Regions from separate parts of the Oryctolagus cuniculus genome. Here region 1 is linked to region 2. Evidence: chromatin contacts called from public Micro-C data. All regions are on one chromosome and are shown on one strand. The core of a region is the stretch at or near the end of the contact, and the rest is flanking DNA. Distances in the headings are between cores, read along the strand shown.

Region 1 (2,882 bases), core at 51-2,550, 86 kb before region 2:
GTGGAAATAAAGTATATGAGCACAACAGTGGAAAGCCCAGGAGAGGGAAGATGAAATGCATTTTGCAACATTTGTACACTGTGGGTGAATATTAACAAAGGGTGAGCTGGTAAATTATGTTTAAAGCAACCACCAAAAATAAAATACAGCTACTATGGCAATGAAAGAGATGAAATTAAATTACAAAAACACTCAATCAAAGGAATTCAATACAAAACATCAATGGGAGGAAATAACAGAGGGGAGACTGGAGACAGCAAGATGGAACCCAAGCCCAGCCATACCCACAGTCACTGGGAGCATTGATGGTGTCGACATCTAAATTAGAAGGCAGAGAGATTTTCCAGTTGGATTTTTAAAGATACAATTCTATATTAATGTCAGACCAAGGAATTTTACAGCAAAGAATATCAAGAGGGATGAAGAGGGTCACTTGAAAAATGGCAAGGTGGGGGCAGCACGTGGTTAAGCTGCCACTTGCAGCGCCGGCATCCCATATGGGCACATGTTCAAGCCCTGACTGTTCCACTTCCTCTCCAGCTCCCTGTTAATGCTCCCGGGAAAGCAGTGGAAGATGAGCCAAGTGCTTGGGCCCCTGCCATCCACGTGGGAGACCTGGATGAAGCTCCTGGCTCCTGGCTTTTGGCCTGGCCCAGCTCTGGCTGTTGCAGCCATTGGGGGAATGAACCAGTGAGTGGAAGATCTCTCTCTCTCTCTCTCTCTCTCTGTTTCTCCCTGTCTCTCTGTAACTGCCTTCCAAATAAATGAATAAATATTTTATTAAAAAATAGAAAAAAAAATGACAAGCAGATAAATTCAACAAGAGGAGATGACAGTGCTAGAAGTGTATGTATCTACTAACAGCATCTCAAATATGTAAAGCAAAACCCGATAGAGCCGAAAGGAGAAATAGACAAATCTACAATCACAGCCAAATATTGCAACACCTCTCTCTCTCAAGAACTGAAAAACAAATAGAATGGAGCAATAATAGAGCAGACTGGAACAATACTCTCAATCAATTTAATTGACATTTATAGAGTACAACCCAGTAACAGCAGAATACATATTTATTTCAAGTGCAGAGAGAACATTTATCACAGAAGAGAGGCATGTCTCCAGCTTGTCTCACACCCCCCAAATCTGAGTTGCAAAAGCTAAATTCCTGGTCGATGCAGCTGAGACCGGAAGTCCCCGTCTCACACAGCTCTACTCAAAATGTGCAGCTCTGCCTCAGGTACGGCAGGAAGAGAGTATTTGGGATCCCATCGCACTCAGGGCAGTGCACAGAGCTCTGGGCACGGCAAGCGGAGAAGACAAGAGGCTCTGCCTTCATCCAGCGCCCGGAGCTGTGGCTCAGATTTTGCCCATGGAAAGAGGCAGTCTGTAAGAACTAAGAATTCTCTAACTTTGCTCCAAAGGAATCAACTTCATTTGAAACAGAGTGCGGAGAAATTCAGTTCTAAGGGTGCCCTTGAGAACCTTGGAGATTTGGGTGGTGAACGATTCAGAGGCTGGTAGCTCCTTGAGAGCAGTGAGCTAACTGGGAGGCAACTACTCCTGCCAGAACTTACTTGGGTCAGACTGTGAAGCGATTCCTTACCCAGGGCACAGCCAAACACAATGGAGCAATTAGCGGGTGTGACACCAGCAGAGGCAGGCAGGTTTATAATAGAGATCAGGAAAAGCAACAGGGGACGACAGCTCTACTGAGCCCACTGTCAGCCCTGTGTAAGTGTGCAAATATCCACTGCATCCTCCCAGGGCAAACATCAGAGGCTGCACACCATGGGGAAATGGACTAAACAAAAATCCAAGTCAGTAATAAAGGTGCAAACGACAGGGATCGGTGCTGTGGTGCAGCGGGTGAAGCCGCAGCCCGGGGCATGGCACTCCGTGCAGGCACCGGTTCAGTTCGAGTCCCAGCTGCTTCGCTTTTGATCCAGTTCCTTGCTAATGCGCGGGGGAAAGCAGCAGAAGATGGCCCAAGTGCATGGGCCTCTGTCATCCACAAGGGAGGTCAGGGTGGAGTTCTGAGCTCCTGGCTTCAGCCTGCACCAGGACTGGCTATTACAGCCATGTGGGGAGTGAACCAGTGGATGGAAGAGCTCTCTCTGTTTTTCCCTCCTTCTCTGTCACTCTGCCTGTCAAGTAAATAAATACATCTTTTTAAACATATTAGTAAGAATAAAGATGCAAACAGCAAAAGCCAGCCACACGAGCAGCAGGGGCTCAGTATCCCAGCTGCCACAACATATTGTTTCAACCCAAAATTACGAAATCTACAAAGAAACAAGGAAGTGTGGTCTCACATGAGGAATAAAGCAGGCAATAGAAACTTCCTGAAGAAGGGCCCTGGGTCAAGTTTAATAGAGTGCAAATCAGCCATCGCACCTGTGCTCAGAGTTCAGGAAGTCACAGAAGCAGTGCAATCCCTCTCACAATTCCAGTGACTGACCTTGCCTTCTTTCTTTCGCAGAAATAGGAAAACTTATTCTAAAATCCACCAGGATCTCAAAACAGCATTGAAAAAGAAGAATAAAACTGCAGGACTTGTATTTAGGGTGTTCCTTTTGGATGTGATAAAAATAGTCTAATACTAATGGTGGTAATGACTGCATAACTCTGCATATCCTGAAAGCAATGTGACTGTGCATGTTAAGAGTCTGGCTTGTATGGCACTTGAACAATACACAGAAATGTGCTATTTTAAAAAACTAACCAGAGACACACAAGAAGGACTCTCAAAATAATTATGCTAAGTAAAAGAAGCCAGATTTTTTTTTTTTGAGAGTACATTCTGCCTCACTCTACTGATGTAAAATGGGAGCAAATTCAAGTGATCCACACATAGAGGAAGCAGATTGGCAGCAGCCTGGCTG
Region 2 (3,010 bases), core at 31-2,530:
GTCCAGTTGAAGTGCTCGTGTAAGGTCACCACAAACTCACCCAGCTTGGGCGCCGAGGGGCCCGTGCGAACCAGGGTGCGATAATGCTCGCTCTTAGCTGCAAAGCCAGAAGCCACAGCACCCGCAGTCAGCAGGGGCAGGCGCCAGTGCGAGGCAAAGCGGGCCACTGAGGCGGCGGGGTACACGCAGCCGGGGCCCAAGAGCAGGTCAGGGTCGTGGTACAGCTTGAGGTCCACGGCGCGCAGCGGTGCCAGGTACTCAGAGCAGGCGCCATCTAGTTCGGAGCTGACAAACCGCAGGTCCACGGGCAGTGCCCGGCCCAGCGCCTCCACGGCCAGTGCCACAGCAGGACCCACCCGTGGCCAGGCCCAGGCGTAGCTCAGGTTGTGCTCCGGCAGCACCACCGCCAGCGTCAGGTTCCGCGCCCCCGGAGGACGCACCCCACCTGCCAGGGCTGCCACCAACAGCAGGAGCGATGGCAAGGCCATGGGGATAAAGCAGCAGCCCCTCCGCCCCCAGCACCTGGGGCCGCTCTGGCCTAGCCGGGAGGCACGGGCACCACCCAGCCTGGAGCCTGGGGAAGAGGCGCGGGCCGAGGCGGCCGGGCCCCGCAAAGTGCTGGGGACCCGGACCCGCCCGGAGGAGAGGAGAGGCCGCCTGGGGTGCGGAGGGGGTGGGCCGCCAGTCTAGGGCCAGCACGGAGCACTAGGGGAAGGGTGGCAGGGGGAGGCACGGACAGACGGAAGGGGCCCGCGGCCGGGATGGGGACAGGGAGCCCTGAAGTGGCCTGAGGAGCAACGGGGAATCCGAGGCTGGGATGGGGTTGGGGGCGGGGGTGAACTGGTACGAAGAAACGGCCTGGGGGCACCTCACGGCCGAAGGGGCTGGGAGGCCGGGGAGCTGCGGGAAACCGGACCAAAGGGGCGGCGAGGCGGGAGGGCGCCCGCGGCGCGGACGGTCTGGGACATGGGCGGGCGGGGAGCAAAGCGAGGCCTGGGCCGGAGGGGAGGGGAAGGCAGGGGTGAGTCTCCTGCGAAGGCTTCTCCCGAAGCTCCTGCTTGGACTAACGGGCCCGGGCGCTGGTCCCATCCGGAGCTGCGGCGGCCCCGCCCGTGTCCCCAGCTCCGTTCCGCTCCGCTCCTCCTGGGCCCCGGCGGCCGGCGCTTCCTCCCGCCCCCCGCCTGGGCCCCCGCGCGCGCCGCTCGTCCGGGTCAGGTCGCCTCGGCCCGGCGCGTCTCCGCTAGCTGCGCCGGCGGCGGCGGCCGAGTGCGACTCCCTGGGCAGGCCGCCCGCGCCCGCCCCCGCGCCCGCCCCTCCTCCGCCCCGCCCGGCCCCACCCTCCGGCGCCCGCCGCCTCCCCCCGCCCCCCACCCGGGCGCCCGGGGACCTCCCCGGTCGTAAGCCCAGCCCGGGGAGCGCTGGGGGGCTCCCCACGAGGGTCTCGCGGGCCGGCTGGGGGCCCCGGGCGTCCCCTGGCTTGCAGGGCTTCCGCCAAGCCCCCTTCCATCTCGCACATTCCAGCGCTCCCGGGGCCTGTCTTCTGCCCCCGACTTGGCCCCCTCTTCCTGGGGGTCTCCTCTGAGCTTCCGGAGCCCCTCATACACGCTTGTCTCTAGAAAGCAGGCCGGGATCCCCGAGCCTCTGGTCACCTTAGCAGTGCCCCCCTAATGAGCCATGCCGCCCTCCGGACGCCTCTCGGAGGCAGCGCCCACTCAGGGTAGGACCGGCCCCACCAGCGCCCAGGGGCCCCACGCCCCACTCCTCGAGAGCCCCCCTCCCCCAGGCTCCCCTCCTTACCGGGCACTCGACCCTCCTCTCCCCGCCCCCCTGCCTGCCCCTGTGGCCTCCACACATCCTCAGAGGCCCACCGCGGCCCACCCCAGCTCCCAGCGCGCCATCTGCTCCGGGGCCTGCCCTTTCTTTTGTCTCCGCTGCAAGGTCGGGCTAGCGCTGGGTGAAAGCTTAGGGGCGCACTGCGCAGAACATCCCCCGGAAGCGGTGGAGGCCCACTGTACCCCACCTTGGGTTCACCTGGTCTCAAGCTTCCTCCCTAGCAAGTTCACCCCAAATACCCCAAATCTGGAGTGTGCATCTGACCCTGTAGGGGATGACAACATGACTGCTGGCAGGGACAGCTAAGGGGCCTAGGGGACTTTTCTCAGACTGTCATAAAGGACGTGCACATAAACCCATTCTCCTCCCCGTGCTGAGAGACACTGTTTCTCTCCCCCACCCATTTTCAATCCACTTTTCCAGAAATCCCTGTGCCAAAACGCTAAGAGCTCCTGGAGGCGGGTGGGAAGGCAGGGCGAGGAGGGGCGCAGTTTCTCTGAGATGAAGGCGACACCTAGTGGTTTCGGAGGGGAAATGAAGGACAATGCCTTTTTATTCTTAGGCACAGTGTTTGTTTATTGAAGCTGGCTGCTTGCCTTGCACGAGCTGGGGGGGCGGGGGGGATACGATGAAAGCCAAAGGGCCCAGTGCTGACCTTCGAGGGACATGCGTGTGGATTCCCTAGGGTGCAGAGGCCAAAAGAAACCCCCTGTGGCAATGTCTCTGGCCTCGAGCCCAGTGAAAAGGAAATCTTAGGACAGCTCCTTTGTAACACTGAGGAATGGGAAGTGGAGTTTCAGGCTCCCCACGCTGTTAGTGAGAAGGGATTTCGTCCCATCTGGGCTAGGAAAAGGGGTGATGGGACAACCTGGAAACTCTCCAACTTCAGACCAAACCAACCAAATCGTTGCGTTCCAAGCAACCAGACCCAGCTTTATGGGAGAAGCAAACACAAAATGGCAATCGCCGAAAGATGCACAGAACGCCAGGGCTACGGAACATCGCATGAACGTATTGTTCCGTCTCCTGGTGCAAAGATCATCGAAAACTGAGTCCCAGAGAGAAAGTCCCTCTCCTCCAGCCCCACACGGCTTTTCAGGAGCAGGACACAGCCTGCATCTGGCATCCGGCTTCCAGTGCTCTCGGCTGGGGCTCTCGGCAGCCGTTCTGCTGACTC

Evidence for each region. A called contact is a pair of places that touch in the nucleus more often than the background predicts.
Region 1: a Micro-C map of ear pinna shows a contact between it and region 2, with 2.9 times the contacts expected there. The contact joins the enhancer-like site here to the promoter of NPR2 in region 2. A contact is called at or near these places in 4 of 6 Hi-C or Micro-C datasets (ear pinna, psoas muscle, skin fibroblasts and 1 more).

What each region holds. Positions count from the first base shown.
Region 1 is chr1:198,780,134-198,783,015 of mOryCun1.1, reverse strand. No RefSeq gene overlaps it. Among named protein-coding and RNA genes, the nearest start is that of SPAAR, 24 kb to the left of the region's middle. Within about 2 kb of position 1,300, at least 1 of the 8 cell types and tissues checked has an H3K27ac peak or open chromatin away from gene starts, as enhancers often do. A contact at or near this core is called in ear pinna, where this site is marked.
Region 2 is chr1:198,694,449-198,697,458 of mOryCun1.1, reverse strand. It overlaps NPR2 (natriuretic peptide receptor 2), which reads right to left and starts at 1,280. Exons shown (of 21, transcript XM_051856525.2): 1 at 1-1,280. The coding sequence starts at 488.